Regions from separate parts of the Triticum aestivum genome. Here region 2 is linked to region 1. Evidence: chromatin contacts called from public Hi-C data. All regions are on one chromosome and are shown on one strand. Each heading gives the region's core, a stretch centred on a gene start, on an enhancer-like site or on the middle of the called end of the contact. The rest is flanking DNA. Distances are from core to core; before and after follow the strand shown.

Region 1 (4,044 bases), core at 148-2,647:
TCCACGGCATCATATCCATCTAATGCCATGTTTGTACGGGACTACACAATCAAACTTCTTGGAGCATCATTTCCTAACATGACGGCAGCTGAGGTATGATCATCCTAATATAGAGCTATACTGTCATTGACTTGGTGCCATTATGAACCTGGCAAATTTTCTTGCGCAGGTGACCAAGTTTGTTGATGGGCTCCTTGGTTCGAGACATGACCTCCCAAGCTTCAAAAACCATATTAGGGACTTCCTGGTGCAATCAAAGGAGTTCTCAGCCCAGGTAAATTTCGTTATGCCATCATAAGGTTGATGACAATCCTATACTGCTTTGGTAACAAGTTCTTTGTGCAAGCTCCTCTTCTGATGGTTTAACTGTGGCTGGCTTATTTAGGATAACAAGGATCTGTATGCGGAAGAGGCTGCGGTACAAAGAGAAAAGGAAAGGCAACGGATGCTTGCCATCCCAGGGCTGATTGCCCCAAGCGAATTGCAAGATGAGATGGTAGACTCATAGTGCTCTGTGATTGTGCACTGCATTGCTAATCCAGTTTGATGGTCGATTAGGCCTCCAGAGGCCTCCATGTCCCGGAGCCTGAGTTTTCTTCCAGGGTGGTGGTGGTGGTGAAAGGAGGGTGATGCCTGCTGTAATTTTATTTCCGGTTTGGCGATTCCAAGATTTGTGCTGCTAGTTGATGATAGGGGAGAATTTTGCCGCAAGAGGTGCTCGGGTGAGCCTTGCGGGCTGTTTGGTTGGCTAGATGGATGTGTTTTAGTGCTCGGTGAAACATTTTGTGCGTGTGCTGAGCATGATATAGTATGGATGTTGATCCTTAATTGTTAGTTTAGTCTATAGATTTGATGACTGTATTATGATGGTGATGATGTATCAAGTGACTGAATTTGGTCCGGGCTGAGCTGGTAGGAAAGCTGATAATCCTCCTAGTGCTTGTTTATGTGAAATATGTTTCTTCTGAATTTTGTGAGCTTTCTTGGGTTGCATCTTATCTGTTTTGCATCTTGTTTATGTGAAATCATCAAGTTTCTTAGTTTGAGTTGTTACAAATTATTGAGTTTTGTTTTTGATCTAAATAAATTATGGAATTACCATATATTGCATCAACTTACATGCAACTGCTTGGCGGCGAGCGATGCAAGTAAATATTTGATGTGGTAGTGAGTTTTGCTATCCACGTGAATGTTGATTAGTTTGTAGGTGGTGCGGTGCTGTGCTGACGGACGGAAGGGGTGGTGTGCAGTCTCTCTCGGTCCAAAGACTCAATTTTCACGAGCAAAGCAAACATCTCTCTTTCCTCGGTTTGTTGGTCTTTATGTGGACTAGTCCAGACCCCACACATGTATCTATCTATCATCTGCGTAGTGTGGGGAAAGTCCCATTCACCATAAAGCAGCGGTGCAGTTGCTGTGAGCGGCTTTGCTACGCCCGTTGCTGGACAAGAGGCCATCTCTCTTTCTAGTAGGTAAGGCCAACTCCACTGCACGACCCCATCCTATTCGCGCGCGTCCGTTTAAGATAAAACGGACAAATCAGACGGCCCAGACAGGTCTGATATAGCTTTTTCCTCCTCAATAATGGTTCATTTTGTTGGCTCAAACTGAAGCATGAAAAGGATGCAAACAAAATGAGGACGCGTCCGGACTTTGCATATATAGGTTACACACATTCAGTATTAGTACATTCACATAAAAACACGTCAGTAAATAGTAAATCATACAGTAGTATATAAGATAAAATCTATGCGTAGTGATGAGATCCGTCACAGCAAACGCACGCACGTGGTGCTCTGCTATTGCTCCAGCAGGCTGTACTGTATTCTACAGTATTTTTTTTTAGCATAAGTACAGACACAAGCGCTTATATACACGCGCATATACTCATCCCTATGAACGCACACACATATATCCTACTCCTATGTGCATCTTCGAGAGACTGAACCGGCATATCATCTTAAGATTTAGGAAGTCACCGTAGGCGCCTCGTCGTCGACGGAAACATCACCTCTCACTGAAAACACATCGCCGAAAATCCTGAAATAAATCTAGAAATAATGCGAGCACCAGAATTTGAACTCTGATGGATTGTAATACCACTGTCCACCTAGTCCTTAGCGCGGTTATTAAATAGTAGTAAGGCAAGTTGGCCATCTCAAGTTCTGCACGTCCATTTCAGGGAGCTACCCGCTCTCTCGACTTGATCTCAATAATAAAGATGCATCTCGACGATCCGAGTATATTCATGTTCCCATGCGGCCATGCGTCCCAGGAAATTGCACCTACACCCGATTAAAGTATATGGATCCACCCATCCATCAATGCATGTTCTAACTTTTTTTTTGGCGCAAAAATGCATGTTCTCACTTGTGGCCGATTCCTTCAACCCATGCAATTTCACGGGTGGAAATATCTCCGTTTCCACTAATCAACCTGCTGGTGTAACGATTGACCCCTTATGTTTTGGAGTTTGTTGACATAAAACAATGTGGGACTTATGTGTTTGTTAGTGCACACAGAGTAACAGGTCCCTGGAATCAAGAGGAGTTTTCATTCAAACGCCAAAGATAATTCCCCTGCGTAGCAGTGAAGATTATCCCCGAAGATTATGATAACAAGAGTGACCCCTCACAATTGCTGACATGGAGCAATTGGTTCGGTGCACGCCTGAAGGAAGTGACTGCGACCGAGGAGATTGAAGACGAAGTGAAGACGTAGCATTTCTTCCGTTGTTTCTCTTCTCTTTATTGAGTCACAGAACCACCATACTATTAAGAGGGGTGTAACAGTCGAAACTTTGATTCTCTGATGCTAAACCCAAATCCTATGAAAGTCGCGAGAGAAATCTCTTTGTGTTCCGAGCAAACTACTTGCCAGCAAGAGACTGTGATCTTCTTCGCTGCGAGAGATTTGTCTCTGATCGAGGAGTTAGCATTACTTGTTCTTCAAGTAATGTTACCGTTGCTCTTTGAAATCCGACCATTGAGAACGTAGTGGTTGGCCATTGGCTGGACCGAGTGTCCAAAATGGTCATTTTTCATCATGGGAAGGCTGCGGCTATAAATAGCCACCCCGCGCCGGCTTTGTCCGATGGCTACTCCATTTGATTCTGAGAAGATCAACCTCCTCTCCGAGTGATTTGAGTTTAAAATCCACCGAGAGAAAACTCCTATAGCTGAAAATTTAGATACTGGTTCAACATCACTCGAATCTAAGTCCAGTACGCTCCCCCTATTACTCTTGAGAGCTGCAAACTCTCTAGACGGTTAGGTGTCAATTTCTTCAGAGACCAAGAGTCATTGTGGTTCTCGAAGAAGAACTCTGTAAAGGTTCGGAGATCGCCTCAAGTATCTACCACAAGTGATCGACATTGGTTGACGAACCAATTGTCGAGGAGAATAGGGCGAAGAGAGTTTATCTTCCGTGTTAAGTCACAACCCCTCCAACCAGATGTAGACCTTGTGCAGAAGGACGAACTGGTCTACCAAATACCTTGCTGCCATCGAGCATCACCGGTTATCTCTGTCACACCAATTTACATTCGAACTGTTTCTATCATGTGATTTCTCTCGATGCATGTTGTAGTTTCCATTCGACAGTTTGTCTTAGCTCGCTATACTTTGTTTTTCATTCGCTCCGCTGCTGGGTTTCGAGAGTTTTGAGATTTTCTAAGAAATTTTAAAACTCTCATTCACCCCCTCTGGTAGACATAATTCGTTCCTACAATTGGTATCAGAGCAAGGTACTCCTTGACTCTGCTCATTTTCGTCTAACCACCTTAGAGTTTAAGTATGTCTTCAGTGAGCTACAAGTCGCATCTCAAGATTCCCATCTTCGATGGGACGGACTATTCCTTGTGGAAAGAGAAGATGAAGATACGTCTCCGAGCTATTGATGATGACATGTGGAATGTGGTGCAGTTTGGATTCACGGTTGAAGTGCCTTAAGCCCCCACTGATCTCGAGAAGAAACTCATTCAGATGGACGCTCAAGCTAAAGATGAAATAGTTGGCCATCTCTCCTGTGCTCAATTTCTTCGCT
Region 2 (4,296 bases), core at 978-3,477, 210 kb after region 1:
ACATACATAAATAATCCTTGATAAAACACACATGTTGAACAAGTTTGTTTCAATCTACTTTGTTTTGCAAATTATGTATATACATGAGCCGATCTCTGTCAATTCTAGACGTATCTATATATGCTTATGAGGGGCATCTAACACGGATCTAAAATATAAAGCTGTCAAAGTTATTAATCGTGGGCGCCTGGTCTTAGGTGATGGAAGACGACCTCCGGTCCGCTCCCATTTGTATTTGGGAAATTCAGTCACCAATTGTTGGACCGTTAGTGATGTCATCATCTATGGTGGTAATAAAAGTAATAAACACCTTAATGCAACCATGCATATGAAGGTTGTCGTCATCTGTTTTCACATTCATACGAACGCTAGGGTCTAGAGCACATGACTGTGGTCGCATAGGCTGAAACGTTGTGATCAAAAGGTGCACACTAGTTTTTTTTTCGAAAAGGGGGGTCTCCCTGGCCTCTGCATCAAAACAATGCATACGGCCATCTTATTAATAAAAAAAGGCAAAAGTGCCAACAAGGTTCCACAATCTCCAGGTAAACAAAAGAATAAAAAGAAATGCAGCTCACACAGAGCTACAGACGGCTAGATATACAAACTAGCCCAAAAAAGAAGCCACAACCGGCTGGCTAACAATAGATAGGGAAACTAATTGCCTATCCTATTACATGACCGCCATCCAAACCGGTTGAAGATATCCCGAGCGACCATCTCCCAACGGATAGATCCAGTAACCAAATGCTCCCTGGCCTCCATCGGAGTGAGTAGCGACCACGAACGGATCAGTGTCGTAGCTCGGAAAATAACCTGCAAGAAATGAATCCGTGATGTTCTGTTAAAAACCAAATCATTTCTGCAATTCCAGATAGTCCATAACAAAGCGCAAACTCCAACCCGAATATGTCTTGCGAGAACAGGCCCAACCCCATTAAGCCATGTCCCAAATAAAGCATTGACAGAAGTCGGTGGAGTAAGATTTAAAGCAATATGGATCGTCCACGAAAGAACTCTAGCCAACGGGCAATCAAAGAATAAATGCTGAATCGTCTCATCCCGATCACAGAAACTACACCTAGTAGGTCCTGTCCAATTGCGTTTAATCAAGTTATCCTTTGTTAAAATAACTTGTTTATGGACAAACCACATAAACACTTTTATTTTTAAAGGCACCTTGACAGCCCAAACAAACTTGGAAGTTGGAATAGCAGTTGAATTAATAACATCAATATACATTGATTTAACTGTAAATACTCCAGAACTAGTCAACTTCCAACGCAATATATCGGGTCGGTGAGAAAGTTGAACCTCCATCAGTCTCCTAACTAGATGAATCCATTCTTCCCAACGATTGCCCGCTAGCGACCGTCGAAACTGAATATTAAGGTGCACACTAGTTTGTGGCGTGATTATCTCTTCTCACTTTCTACGTGACGCTGCAAAACTGTTGTGACGTTATGAAATTATCCTGGTGGGGAGCCTCCCCTAAAAGCTTGAAACACCGAGAAGTTTTGTCGGAGAAAATTCTTTAATTGTGTGTGCGTGATGTGTTGTCCATCATATGTGCCTTCAATTGTAATGAATGACCTAGTTAAGCTCGGCCAGGTCTCAAGGCACCATACCTTGATGAACTAAGCAATTCCTCGTCAACGATTCCATTCATGCTGGTGTCTTTGATGATTACGGGATCTGTACAGCTCCTAGTGGGATTAATCAGCTGAATAATGCAATAACCTGGCCAGTAGTGGCCTCGGCAAAAGGCAATCCAAGCACTCAGATAATGGCCATCCCTTTTCCTTTGTTGGACAGTTAGAAAGAGGGCATGCAACATGGATCAAGGTCAAACGAGCTAGCACAAGGGGCGGACAAAGGGGGAGCGAAATGCCACAAATTTTGATGGATGGATGCTGATCCATGAAAGGGAGATGGAACAAATAATGTGAAGGAACAAATAATGTAAGGAGAGATAGTGAAGGTCCTTTTTACATCAGCGACCTTAATAAGTTTGTAAGAATGGACTTAGTTGCCTTATTTTTTTTATTTTTCGAGGGGACCTCAGTGGCTAATTTTGTTTTCAGGAAAAAAAATTGAGTGAAATATTGTTTTCAGGAATGAAAGTAGTCGTTGGATGAGCTGATCCGCGGGCCCATCATGCCGTGGGCTCATAAGGTGGGCCATGACCATACCATGGTGGCCCACACCAAGATGGGCGAGGCCGGCCCGGAAACCTCGAAGAGGCAGGCTTCCCATCATTTCCTCTCAACAAAAAAAAAAGTATTTCCGAGAGAAGAATCGGGAGAAGTGACCGATGGAGAAAGACACGGCGGCGGCGGCGACGAGGGTCTGCCGGCGGTGCAAAGCGAAGTACTCGCCGTCGGGAAACACGCCGCAGTCCTGCAGGTTCCACCCCTCATACTTCGTCTGCCGCCGCCACGACGACCAGAAGAGGTAGCCACTCCGATCCCCACTCTTCCATCACCAATCCGCTAGATCGGCCTGGCGATTGACCACGGCGACGGCTGTGCAGGTACTACGAGCTCAAGGAGGGCGACCCGCCGTACGCCGCCAAGTTCTACGACTGCTGCGGCGCCGAGGACCCCGCCACCGCAGGCTGCGCCACCGGATTCCACCTCTCCTACGACGACCCCGAGTGATTAGCCAACCAACTACTAGTACGCTTGCTTGTTCATCTCCTCTGAAGCAAACGCAGTGTTCTGTTACTTTGTACAATCAGCAGAGCAAACACCCTGTTAGTCATCTGGATTGTGTGTATAAATCAGGGTTCAGAATATAATCCGACCCTGTAGTATCAGTGTTCAGAATAAAATCGTCAGAATGAATTCTGGCTGCGAGCAATAATTCAGATAAGGAGCGTTTGCATTAATTCATAACAAATTTGCTTGTCTCCAGATGTCTGAAACCTGTAAGAAAATTCTCTAGTGAAGGAATTGCGTGTGTGCGCAGTATAGTGTGCCATGAATGAAAGGCTAAAATCCTTTCCTTTTTTGTTTGACAACCTTTGCACAGACTAAATTCTGGCCGTCAGAAATCCTAGTCCTGTTTGAATAAACATGATGAATTGGATTCAGAGCTAAGAATGGGATGTGGCAAGAGAGTTTGTCTGAAGAAGTTTGAACCATGTATAATATTTTTGCAGTGAAAAGTCTGAACCCTATACATTGTTTCTCTAGTGAAGAAACTGCATTTGCGCCCAGTGTAGTCTATCGAATGAAAGAATCGAGCCTTGCTTTGTGTGTGCACTGGTTAATTCAGTCATTGACAAACACACTCCTGCAACAGGGGCCTTGGTGTGGCCCCTGGCATTAATTATTAATAACAAATCAACTTTACATATATCCAAACCCTAGTCTACAACACAATCCACAAATATGTACTGTATATGTGAACTATATGAGTACAATACTGTAACAACATTGATACATGGTAAAATCTGCACACTCAAATGATAGCAAATGGAGAACCAAAGCAAGCTAGTGAGTGGTCTCAGCTTCTGCGCCTTTTTCTCTTGTCCAGGAAGCCCAGGTTAGAACCACTTGCACATATACCCGGTCATACAAGCTGTCGCAAACCGAGTACCAATAAACTGTCCATTTTCTCTTGAACAGGAAGGTGCAGAAGACCGCCCAGATACCCATTACATATCCAGAACCCATAGCGATGAAAAACGATGCCAGGTCATTTAAATCACCATGGTGTTCTGGAGTAGATGGAATTGGCTCTGGTTGCGGACATTTACGCGAGATAGGTGGACTGCAGAGGCCTGGGTTGCCAACATAAATATATTCTGGGTCCTCAAGTGTCCGCAGTTGATCTCCTGATGGCACCTCTCCTGTCAGGTTGTTATATGACAGGTTCAAGCGGCTTAATGATGTAAGAGCCGACAAGCTTGCAGGGATTTCACCAGACAGCCTATTGTGCGATAGGTCCAGCGACTCCACTTGCGCCAAGGCGCCAATATTTTCCGGAATTTTTCCACTGAAGATGTTCCATGATAGGTTCAGGCTCTTCAATTCAACAAGCGCGCTGATATCTTTGGGAATATCACCAATAAGATTATTACATGATAAATCAAGGTTCACCATGTATATGACCTCTCCTGTATATAATCTCTCTTGACCTTTTGTGACAACCGTGAAATTCTCGGTATAGGTGACCAATTCATTAGGGCCATGCTCCCATTCATCATTGAAGCCAAAAGCACGATGTAATGCATCACCACCATCATCATAATTATCTCTTGTTGCTATCATCCCTTTGCAGTTAACAATA

The links. A called contact is a pair of places that touch in the nucleus more often than the background predicts.
Region 2: a contact with region 1 is called in a Hi-C map of leaf, with 4 times the contacts expected there. The contact joins the promoter of LOC123087484 here to the enhancer-like site in region 1. A contact is called at or near these places in 2 of 5 Hi-C or Micro-C datasets (both in leaf).

What each region holds. Positions count from the first base shown.
Region 1 is chr4A:605,953,669-605,957,712 of IWGSC CS RefSeq v2.1, forward strand. LOC123087479 (protein EXPORTIN 1A) reads left to right here. Exons shown (of 31, transcript XM_044509495.1): 29 at 1-93; 30 at 170-274; 31 at 386-969. The coding sequence ends at 508. Among protein-coding and RNA genes, the nearest start is that of LOC123087479, 11 kb to the left of the region's middle. Within about 2 kb of position 1,398, at least 6 of the 8 cell types and tissues checked have an H3K27ac peak or open chromatin away from gene starts, as enhancers often do. A contact at or near this core is called in leaf, where this site is marked.
Region 2 is chr4A:606,163,736-606,168,031 of IWGSC CS RefSeq v2.1, forward strand. LOC123087484 reads left to right here and starts at 2,228. Exons shown (of 2, transcript XM_044509499.1): 1 at 2,228-2,454; 2 at 2,534-3,019. The coding sequence starts at 2,315. The coding sequence ends at 2,660. LOC123087483 (receptor-like protein EIX1) reads right to left here. Exons shown (of 1, transcript XM_044509498.1): 1 at 3,498-4,296. The coding sequence ends at 3,498.